Linked DNA regions of Sus scrofa: regions 2, 3 and 4 are each linked to region 1. Evidence: chromatin contacts called from public HiChIP or PLAC-seq and promoter capture Hi-C data. All regions are on one chromosome and are shown on one strand. The core of a region is the stretch at or near the end of the contact, and the rest is flanking DNA. Distances in the headings are between cores, read along the strand shown.

Region 1 (2,700 bases), core at 44-2,543:
GCTGGAAGGTTACAACCTGGTTCCTCTCTCCAATTACTGAAGCTGTGGGTGCCCCCATGAAACAGAAAAAGCCCTACCTCCCTCAGTTAACAGTCCACAGTCCTAGGGAAGCAAAAACTAAAGGCGGACAAAGGGCCACTTGGATATTTCTCCCAGATCCTTTGCCCTTGTCACTTCCTCCAGTACATAACAGGGCTGGCGGGGTCGCAGACAGCAAGAACCTCTAACTGGCTACCAAAGCTCCGGGTTCCAGTTCCACCTGTGACCTTGGGCAAATCACAGCCCCCTGTGAAGGAGCCCCTTCCCCAAAGGGGGTGGTTCGACAAGGCTGGGGGATGGGATGCGAAGAGGAAAGTAAGAATCTTCTATTTACAGAGAAGCAGCGCTTCGGGGGAACAGGGACTGGGAAGGAAGAAAGGGCTCTGCTCTTTCTCCACGTTCCCCCCTCCCCCGCCCCAAACACACAGGTGCCAGACAGTTTTTGCAGGGAAAAAAACTAGTTTGCAAACACACTCCGACTTCTGGGAAGCTGCCCAGCTCCACTTCCTCTCCTATTCCCCCTTCGCGAGCTGGGAGCGGGCTCTGGAGCAGTTCCCTGCGGCACCGGGGATGCCCGGGTAGGGAGCGAGGCGAGAGGGCGAGAAGCGGGGCCAGCCCGACCTCAGGACTTCCGAAGCTGCGAAGGTGGCGGGCCTCCACCTTCCTGACGCCCCCAGTTCCTCGGGGGAGGTAGGAGGGTCCCTAAACCATTGGGCTCGGAGCCCCCCCACCCCCGCGCCTCGCCCCCGAGGGCGCCACCATCCTCCAGGCACTATGCCCTCGGTTACCCCACGGTCGGGGCGAAGCCGGAGCGCCCCCGCGTGGCCGGGTCGCAGCTGAGTCATCCAAACGCTGGGGTCGGGGCGCGCGGATGGCTGGGGGCTTTGGGCTGTGCCACCCGGGAGGCGGCACCTAACTTCCTTCCAAGCAGCCGCTGGCGCCAGAAGCCGAGCCCCAAGGCCGAACTTGAGCCCTCGCGCCAGGGCGCCCCGCCCGCCCCTTGCCCGCCGGGGCCCCACTCACCGCGGGTTCCGCGGGCGCTGCCGCCCTCACCGCGTGGCTGCCGCTCCCCGTGCTCCGGGCCACCAGGGCATCCTCGGGTGCTCCCCTGCTCCGCCGGGCCCACGGGCGCGGGACGGGCTCAAGGCGCTGCCCGCGCAGCGGTGGCCAGCTCGCGTGCGCTCCCAGCCGCTCGCGGTCCGGTCCTCCTCCCCGGCCCGCCGGGCGGGCGGCGGCGGCAGCTCGGGCTCCTCCCTCGGCCGAGGGAGGGGGGGGCGTGGGGAGGGAAGTGGGAGGCGGGGCGGGCGCTTCCTGGAGGGGCGAGCTCTCCCACGGGCGGAGCGGGGGCGCTGTCCCGCCCGCCGCCCGCGGCTTGGAGCCCGCCGCTGGCGCGCCTCGGGACTCTGAGCGATCAGAGCCTCGGGGCCCCGAGTATTCGAGGCTGGAATCCGAGGGTCCGAACGTTCCAGGCTAGGACTTCGCGGATCGGTACGCCGCTAGTTCTCACTCTTCCCAGGCTGGCCTCGCCCGAGCCGCCGGCGCCTCCGAGTAGCCTGCACCCGGCTCTCAGGGCCGCCGACGCGGGATGCGAGGGGTGGGCTCAGCCCCGGCCTGCGGGGCCCTAGGACGCCGCCTGCAGCCCCGACTCCAAGGGCTGTCGGGCTCGATGCTGCGCCCTCGAGGGTCTGGTTCTGGGCTATACTGGCAGCACTAGGACCGCTGTTTGCTCCCTCCCCCTCTCCCCCCAGTAGTAAAAGAGGTCGGCGTTTTCTTATTGCCGCTGCGACTGGGAAGATGACACATACGTATTTCTGGGACAGAGCTGATAAGACAGTTCGAACAGTGCCTATAGCGGAGGGCAATTAGGCGGGCCCTTTGTGACCCTGGCGCCGAGTCCGCCCTTCTGCGGCGGCCTTCTTTGCCCTAGACAAGGGAGCAATTCTTCAGAAATTCGCCTGTCGCTGGGCTCCCGTGCTGCAGGCCACTCCGTTTTTATATGCCCGCTCCCTCAGTCCCTCTACCCAATCCAGTGCCTCAGACAGCGGAGCCTCATTTAACCAGATTGTGGGGGACAGAGCTGTCTCTGAGATCTCAGGGCCACGTCCAAAGCCCTTGGCTCCCGGACTGGGCAGCTGGGCATTAACGCGCAGTGCTTGGGTTGTGGGATTTCCGTCAGGCAGGTGAGGGTTAACTGGGAGGCTCACAGCTGCAGCCAGTGAACCTCCCTCCAAGTCTGAGTCACAGGCACTTTGCAGCCTTAGAGGGCGGCTGTTAAACAGCCCCAGGGCTCTGAGCTTTGTTCTCTGCCTGCCTGCCCCCACCTCCCATCCATCCCTCTTTTCTCCAAGCTCTCCCAATCTTTCCTCCACATCAAGTCCTCAGAGCCCTCAGCCCAGCTGTGAGGCCAACCCATCCAGAGGTGTTCTGAGACCCAGCTGCAGCCCCTCTTCCTCCAGGAAGCCTTTCCTGATTGATATGGCCCCCAGAATCCTTCTCCTCTCCTTGCTCCAGAGCAGAAGAGCCAGGCACTGGGACGGACAGTGGTGAACCTAAGCAGAAAGTCCCTCCCCTCAAGTTGCTCACCTCACAGGGCTAAAACCACCACCCCTGCAATCGTAATACAGTATGAAAGGTGCAAAAACTCGAGGCAAGGTGAATCAG
Region 2 (2,700 bases), core at 118-2,617, 130 kb after region 1:
GCCTCCGGGATCCAGCTGCCCTTGTGATGCCCACCTTGGAGCCTCGGAAGGACCTACTCCCTGCAAGCCAGGGGCGAGCTCAGGGGGTTAGCAGTAGCCCCAACAGGCTTGGGGCTGATAGTAGGGAGACAGGTACGGAGCACCCCAAAGAGACCCAGAGTCCAGACTGCAGAAGAGCCGGAAGTGGCCCTCCAGCGAACCCCAGAAGACCAGCTGCCAGTGCCTCAAGGACCCAGACCAGGTGGTGTCCCTATGGCCCCATGAGTCCCAAACCTCCCTATAACAAGAGGCCCACTCTGTGCAGCCTAGGCCTTCCAGAAAGCCTCAGCCAGAGGCCACGGGCTAATCTGAGGCAGAGGCCTGCGGCGAGCAGAGGAGGTGGGGTTGGGGCAGAGAGGGCCGTCAGGGGACCTTGCCCTCCAGACTCAGAGGGGACTCAGCCTGAAGATGGGCCTGCCCAGCCATCTGCTGCCCCCTGGTGGCCAGTGACGAGCCAGACCCAGGCTTCTGGCCCAGCCTAGTGCCACTAAGCAGTGCTGAGGGCTGGGGCCAGGGAAGCGACTCCACACACAGCCCCTGTCACTGTTAACAGCAGTGCTCCAGATGCACACACACCTGATACGCCTGTACCCACACAGCTGTTCAGACAAAGCACTCCACCTGCAGGTGCAGACAGTCTCGTGTGCATGTGTGCATGCCCCCCCCCACATAAGTCCCTTACACGCAGGCCAATACACACCAACCCTAGCTACATCTGCCTATGAGATGCACAAGCTGACACGTGTACACACGCACCCATGGGAGCCACCCAAATAGACAAAACGCACCAGCTGGGATTCATGCCTTCCAAAAAAAAAAAAAAAAAAATCATGGGCTGTACGTTCAAAAAGCTTTTAGTGTTTCCTGAACCTTCATCACTTAAAACTACTGCTATGATTTCTGCCTTCTCTATACGTGCTTCAGGCTATTATTTACTTAACCTTTTAAACGAACTTATTTTCATATCCCCACCTTATGTGGAAAAATACACTCATCCAATATATTAAAAAATAGCATGTCATTAAAATAAAGGACAGGCCATCTAGACTGGTTCAGCACACCCGTCTCAGGGCACACTTGCTGCTTTTGGAAAGCCACTGTGTTATTTTGAGACTTGTGGCCCCTGTATGCTGGGCAGAGCAGTCTTGTGTGTCCCGGGGGTCTAGGCCATGGATGAGGAAGCAGGAGCTCAGTGTGGAGAAGAGACCTCCCCCAGGCCCCTTGGCTGAAACCAGTTCTCCTGCCCCCACAGCCTCTGCCCTTCCCTGGGGACGACTGCACTGGCCTCATCCCTGCAGAGAGCCTCGTTTGTCTCCAGCACCACCTAGAGGCCATGTCTCCATCAGCCCAGCCAGGCCTCCTCTCCTCCCTCAGCGGACCCACTCCCCAGGCCTCCCTGGCCCTGGCCTCCCAGCCTGCCTTCCATCATCCACCCCCGCACCTCCCTGCGCTGACCCTGGATGTGCAGCTTTCCCTGCAGGCTTTCAGTGGAGCCGTCCTGCCTCCTCTATCCTTTATATGGCAGTTATTTGTCCTCCCCTCTCCCTTCCTGGAACTCCTGCAGCTCCTTGATCCATATTGTTCCCTCCCTTATGACGCCTCCAGTGGATCCCACTTTTGACTAGAACCCGCTTTTCTATGATGGATTCGAAGGCACTATATGATCTGCCTCCCCATCTGGATCCCTTCTCCCACCCCACCGCCCTCACTCACCTTCAGCCACCAGCCACCTTCTCAGATACTGGCTATGCCAGCCTTGCTCCCACCTCATGGCCAGCCAGAATCTTCTGAGGTGGTTTCTGCTGGCTGCAGTCCCCCCCCCCATCTCCCCAGACGCCCAGACTCATTAAAGGCAACTTTGTCTTCTACCAAAAAATTTGTTTTTAATTAAAAATTTTAAAACAATAAAAAGCTGCTATGGCCTGAGCTAACATGTGGGAGCTTTTTGCTTTTAGCTATTTAATTGCTACTCAATACCAGACACCTAAGCCAGTAATTTTCTAAGTATTAACAGTGTATCCTTCCACTGCACTTAGTAACTGCTGTGGAAGCACTGATGTTTCTACCATGTCCCCCACGTGTCTTAAACCTTGGCTCCTGCCTGAAGGTCCCCTCCTCTATGTCCTGGTGGGGCTTGGGACCATCTGAACCCTTGTCAGCTGTTCTCAGGAGCACCTTCCCAGAACTATTTTGGGCCTGTGGAATCTGGAGTTGAACCAACGCAATTGGACACCACAGGGAGCAAGGCCCCACTCCCACACACACACAGACAGGAGCCAGCTGGGCACTGCCAGCTGCCTGGGGCTCCAGGGCCCTCTTTCAAATGCTGATGTCCCTGCTCTGGAAAACAACAGGCTTTTTCCACCCAGAATTTTCAGAGGCAGCCTTCATCTCAACTCTGGACCCCTGTCGTCAGTGGCCAAGCTCGAATCCATGGAACTCGAATCCATGGCAGGAGGGGAGTCTCATCTCTGCGCTCCTGCTTCGGCTGTGAAGCTCCTCACACTCTTCCATCGCCCACTTCCCCACCTCCAGTCTCAAGTCACCTCTTCCTTCAAGCAAATACGGCCTTCGTAACTTGTCAATAACCACCGCCTTCTGATCATTGCTCTGTTCTGGAGGTTCAGCGTTATTTCAAACTCCTTTTACTCCTTACATAAT
Region 3 (2,700 bases), core at 177-2,676, 190 kb before region 1:
TGGTTAAGGATCTGGCATTACCACAAGCTTCAACGTGTGGGTCACAGAGGCGTCTGGGAGCTGTGGTGTTGCTGTGGCTGTGACTGTTGCCTCAGGTGCAGGTTCCATTGCACCCCTAACCCAGGAACTTCCACATGCTGTAGGTGGGGCCCTAAAAAAAAAGTTGCCTCCTGGTCATCTCTGTCACACTGTTTTATTTTAGTCAAGGCATTTGTCACCCTCTGAAGTTATTTTTTTCTTTGCAGTTTAGTACTTGTCACTCCCAGTAGAAAGTGTAGTTTTGTGCTTGCTGTATTCTCATGGCCTAGGATAGGGCCTGACTTTTTTTTTCTTTTATTTATTTATTTATTGCTTTTTAGGGCCACATCTGCTGGCATATGGAGGTTCCCAGGCTAGGGGTCAAATCAGAGCTACAGCTGCCCGCCTACGGCACAGGCATAGCAGCAGCAACTCGAGATCCAAGCAGCGTCTGCGACCTACACCACAGCTCAGGCAGCACCAGGTCCTTAACCCACTGAGCGAGGCCAAGGATCGAACTGCAACTTCATGGTTCCTAGTTGGACCTTTTCCCTTGCGCCACGACAGGAACTCCTAGGGTCTGACATTTAATAAGGTCTCAGCAATCACTGGTTGATGAATAAATGAATGAACTATCTGTGCTAGTGCCTAAGGCCTGGTGTGTGTGTGTGTACGTTTCAGGGTGCAGGTGGAGCAGTGAAACCAGAACTTAACGCCATCTCCTACCTTTGGAGTGACACCCCGCCCCCAACCAGGCGTGCCAGAAGGTTTCCGGTGCAGTGTTTCATTTATTCTGCCTAAGGGCTCTGCGTATTGAGGTCCATTCATATTCCTGTAATACAGATGAGGGAACTGATGCTCAGTGATCTTCTAAGTTACCATTCAATCAGTTAAGAAGAGAAGACTACATCGACTGAGTCATGAAAGGACCTCTCCCTGCCACAAGCACCTACAATTTACTCAGACCTTCCCCTCCTGGGTGCTTGGTCTGCAGGGACTCGTTAGGAGACTCCGCATAGGGATGCCGATCGCTTTAAGAGGAGACTTCAGAGAGGAGCAGGGGCTTGCCCAAGGGTACACAGCTCCCGAGAGGCATCGGGTAGGGAGATAGTAGTGGTCAGCTCTGCTGGCGGCCACCAGTTTATCGCGAGGCTCGGAAGTTACCGGCCAGGAGAGCGAGAAGCGGTCAAAGCTGCCGCGAATATGGGGGAATTGCCAACAGGTGGCTCTCCTTGGGAGAGAAACGTGCGGCTGTCTAGGCTGGTTCTGGCGCAGCCCACCCACTGACCGCGGCCGCGTTTTCCCTGTTTTTAAAGTGATGGAGACGTCTTGTGGCTTGAGGCTGGACCGCCCAGTGGTGTGCGAAGGGTTAAAGGGGCGGGTGCCGCGGCGAAGGCGGGGCTGGGATTCCGGCCGCACCTGGCGCTCTCCGCTCCCAGCCTCCCCCGACGCCGCGAGTTGCGCCTGGAGCCGCAGCGGGAGCGCGATCCCCCCGGGAGGAGCCGCAGAAGAGCCGGCACCCGCTGTGGGAGGCGCGGTGACGGCGGCCGAAGCAACCTTGAGAGGCGAGCGCAGCCGCCATGGCCGAGTTCCCGTCTAAAGTGAGCACGCGGACCAGCAGCCCCGCGCAAGGAGGCGCCGCGGTCTCCGCGCTGCGCCCGGACCTGGGTTTCGTGCGCTCCAGCCTTGGGGCGCTCATGCTGCTGCAACTGGTGAGTGCGCTAGGGGTCCAGGGCCGGGTGGGGGCCTGGCGGGGTCTGGAAGGGTCGGAAACTCCCTAGCTGCCTTTTTTCTGTGCTCCCCGAACACTCCCAACCCAAGTTCACACGCGCCCGGATGCACCCTGCCTACCGGGCGCCTCTAGGACGGACTCCCCCGACATCACTCCGGAGCCCTGTCACCGGGAGACGTCCTAGTTACCGTCTCTGCGAGCACACTCACCGTGCCCCAGTGTCAGAGTGCCCACCCCAAAGCCTTATCATTCCCTCCGGTGGTCCCAGGAGATCCCCCGCGGAAACGCTTAGAAAAGCCGCAATCACTGCGCACGACGCGCTGTGTCTCTCCCTTGCCGGGACTGAGCCCTTAGCCCCTCAGCACCCAGCCTTAGGCAAAGTCCACTCTCGGCTGACCTTCTGCAGAACTCCCAGCGGCTGCACCCCAGAATATGCCTCGTCTAATCGAGAGGGCACTTCCGGTCCAGCAGACGCTTAGGCGCAGTGTCCTGGGCCCCTCTGGCTTCCAGTGGGTAACCTGCCGGGTTCCCGCAGCTTTGATCCCTTGAGACCCAGGTACCGCGCCCAGCGCTGGGGGAAGGATTTGTGGGAAGCCAGAGGCAGGACTCCTCTGTATCCCATGCCGTCTGTGGACCTCAGCTGAGGCGGACCGATGGGAACACACCTTTCTCCACCAGTTTCAGGCTTGCGGGTGTTGGCTTCCTCCCCATAATACTCTCTGGTGCGAGTCAGGAAGCTGGGTTTTTGTCCCTGTGGGAGGGGCTTGATCCGTTTTGCGAGGCCTAGAGGGGAATTGGAGGTGGGCCAAGATCAATTTTCCTTTAGGGCACCTCTGACAGACCCCTGGCCGAGCACTAGCGACGGTGTCCGGCCCAGGACCGAAGGCAGGGTCTGAGACCAAAGCTCCCGCCTCTTTATCCCAGATGAGCACCTGCTTCCTCCAGGGCCA
Region 4 (2,700 bases), core at 84-2,583, 160 kb before region 1:
TGTTTCAAATAATTTGTTTTTTGAAAAACGTATTATAGATAATTTTCAAAAACGCACAAAAGAAAAAACAGCAAAGCAAACTTCCAGGCACCCAACTTTAAGAATTAAGAATGATTATTGTTTAATCTAGCAATTCCAAATAGAAGAAAACACACTTGACACATCTGTGAATGTAATGTCTCCATTTTCAGAAAATCTGGTACAGGGAGTTCCTGTTGTGGCTCAGTGGAAACGAACCCAACTAGTATCCATTCCATCCCTGGCCTCCCTCAGTGGGTTAAGGATCCAGAGTTGCCTTGAGCTGTGGTGTAGGTTGCAGACGCGGCTTGTATCCTACATTGCTGTGGCTGTTCCCTAGCCCGGAAACTTCCATATGCCACAGGTGCAGCCATAAAAAGCAAAAGCAAAAACAAAAACAAGAGGAAAGAAAAAAAAAGAAAATAGGAAACCTAGTACAACACAAGGAATTACCAAAAGAGACATAAGGAGCAAAAGCACGCACGGGACATCTTAAGGTTCCTATTTATTTCCTTTGGGTTCTACTCACCGCATCTTAGCTATCACCCCACACCTATCTGCTTGTGGGCTGGCGTAAACCTGGTGCGGTTAAGACACTGGCCAGGGAGGAGGCAATTAGATCGGGAGTTCTTGGGGGTGGTAGTGATGGAGGGTCCTCCGACCCGCGGTCGGGCCTCTGCAGCTCAAACTCGCCAGGTTTTGCTGACGACTAAGAACTGGAGGTGGGGGAGGGGAGGGGAGGATTGTGATAGATGCGTGGATCACCGCATGACACGGCCCTGCAAGCCGGTCCCTAAGGCCTGAATCCCGCCGTCGCCGCTGCGGCAGAATCAACCACTGAAACTGGGGCTGAGCCTTGAGGGTTCCCCTAACCCACCCCCACCGAGGATACCCGTTTCACAGCGCTGAGGCCGAGGCCAAGCGTCGGCAGCCCGGCCTCCAGTCTTTCCAGCCAGGCAGCGTCACTCACAAGGACAGCGCGAAGCTCTCTTCTTCTAGGGCGTCCATCGCCGCCGCCGCTGCAGCATCCACCACGAGGAGGAGAGCGGGCACGCCGGCCTCCTACCGCGCCCGCGACCCGGGCCCAGTCTCTGCTCCGCTCTGCAGAGCCCCAACAGTCATCAGGGAGGTCTCGACGGCGAGGCCGCGGTCGGCTCACGGCCCAGCCCGCTAGAGTCTGCGCGCAAGGCCCTGGTCTCGGGCTTCCCGGCTGTGGCCACGCGCCGGCCGGGCCTGCTCGTCCCGGCTGGCCTCTCTGCGTATCTAGCTGCTACAGCGGCGTCCTGGCGTCCGTTACTGCGCCCCGCCTCCAGTTACCATGGCCACCGCGACCCTTCCGCCGTCTTGCGGGTCCTGGCAGCCAATCACAGGCGCACGTTGCCCGACGTCAGGGGCGGGACAAAGATAGGGAGAGGAAGTGAGGGGAAGGAATGGGTGCTCGCGAAGGGAGGTGGCCCTCGGTGGGCAGGTAGGGGCCTCGCTGAGGTCTGCTCATGCTGACTGGAGATTAAATTTCACGTCGCCCCCATTTTGATAAGGGAGATATTGACGCCCAGAGAGAACCTAGATTTCCTCCTCACTTGCAATTTGGGAATGAGTTAGAAGATTTGAGAAGACGATTGATTAGTTTCCGAGTTTTAAGAGCGTTGTAAATCGAAAATCTCTTGAGAGCCAATACCTTAGCGTTTGAGCCAGAAAATGTAGACTTTTGATTTGCGAGGCAGTTACTCCTCGTGGAAGGAAAGCCCCACCGCAAGAAGATGACTTGTAGTACACATCATAAATGTCATAGTCATATGATATCAAACATTATTTGGCGGGAACCTTATTTGGTTTCTTGGGTAACTAGGCAAGATAAAAGTTGACAGAACCACTTTGAGCCAACGCAGTCAGGTGACTTTGCTCCAGGAAAAGTCCCCTCCCAAACTGCCAAATTTTGCAAAAAAAAATACCCTAGACCTGATTTTTCTTGGCCAGCTTGAGTGAATTGACATCTTTGAATGGACATCAAATAGATACCAGTAGGATGTGGAACTAAAAAGTTACCTTAACACAACTGTATCCAGGTTGAGATCAATTTTCAGAGGTACTACCTCTGCTCAGCAAGCACTAAGTAGAGGGCAGGCATCTAGAAAGATCTTCTGAACAACTGAGCAGAGTTCTGTTACGTCAAACACTGGTCAAGGCAACTCAGCAAATTTCCTCATTGCTTGCTTTTACTATAAACCACATGTACTTCTGCTGGACCAAATGAACTTGCCCACATGTTCTATTGCAAATACATGTACTAGATCAGAGTGGAGGTGGAAACTTAATGTCAGGTGTTCTGGTTATCTAATGTTGTTACAAGCCATCCAAAAACGTATTGGCTAAACAAAAAAAATCAATTATTTTGCTCGCTAATCTACAATTTGGAAAGGATGTGGTAGGGGCATCTAGTCTGTTCCACTTGGCATCAGTTGGGGCAGCTGGAAAGGGGCTAGAGAAGCCTCTTCCAAGAAGCTAACTCATTGGCTGGCAAGTTAGTATAGGTTGTGGCAACTCAGTTGTGGTTGTCAGCCAGAGGACTACAGGGTGGGGTGGGGTGGGTTGGGGGGCTGCCTCGGGCATGTTTGGGTTTTCTCGCCCTGTGGAGGCTAGGTCCAAGAGCAAATATTTCAAGAGACAGTGGAAACTGCCAGT

The links. Promoter capture Hi-C pulls out the DNA fragments that hold promoters and counts their contacts. HiChIP or PLAC-seq counts read pairs in DNA pulled down with a chosen protein or histone mark.
Region 2: a contact with region 1 is called in an H3K27ac HiChIP or PLAC-seq map of skeletal muscle. The contact joins the enhancer-like site here to the promoter of CPNE2 in region 1. A contact is called at or near these places in 4 of 47 Hi-C or Micro-C datasets (blood, epiblast stem cells, liver and 1 more) and 2 of 2 datasets of contacts at active chromatin or transcription factors (alveolar macrophages and skeletal muscle).
Region 3: a contact with region 1 is called in a promoter capture Hi-C map of liver, with 2.3 times the contacts expected there. The contact joins the promoter of PLLP here to the promoter of CPNE2 in region 1. A contact is called at or near these places in 2 of 5 promoter capture datasets (fetal liver and liver) and 1 of 47 Hi-C or Micro-C datasets (fetal liver).
Region 4: an H3K27ac HiChIP or PLAC-seq map of skeletal muscle shows a contact between it and region 1, with 2.2 times the contacts expected there. The contact joins the promoter of ARL2BP here to the promoter of CPNE2 in region 1. A contact is called at or near these places in 1 of 5 promoter capture datasets (fetal liver), 3 of 47 Hi-C or Micro-C datasets (embryonic fibroblasts, mesenteric adipose tissue and skeletal muscle) and 1 of 2 datasets of contacts at active chromatin or transcription factors (skeletal muscle).

The regions. Positions count from the first base shown.
Region 1 is chr6:19,045,388-19,048,087 of Sscrofa11.1, reverse strand. CPNE2 (copine-2) reads right to left here and starts at 1,293. Exons shown (of 16, transcript XM_021093901.1): 1 at 1,063-1,293.
Region 2 is chr6:18,913,553-18,916,252 of Sscrofa11.1, reverse strand. No RefSeq gene overlaps it. Among named protein-coding and RNA genes, the nearest start is that of HERPUD1, 14 kb to the right of the region's middle. Within about 2 kb of position 1,367, at least 20 of the 83 cell types and tissues checked have an H3K27ac peak or open chromatin away from gene starts, as enhancers often do. A contact at or near this core is called in alveolar macrophages and skeletal muscle, where this site is marked.
Region 3 is chr6:19,239,977-19,242,676 of Sscrofa11.1, reverse strand. It overlaps PLLP (plasmolipin), which reads left to right and starts at 1,426. Exons shown (of 4, transcript XM_003126973.5): 1 at 1,426-1,730. The coding sequence starts at 1,599.
Region 4 is chr6:19,205,646-19,208,345 of Sscrofa11.1, reverse strand. ARL2BP (ADP-ribosylation factor-like protein 2-binding protein) reads right to left here and starts at 1,333. Exons shown (of 6, transcript XM_003126968.4): 1 at 989-1,333. The coding sequence starts at 1,026.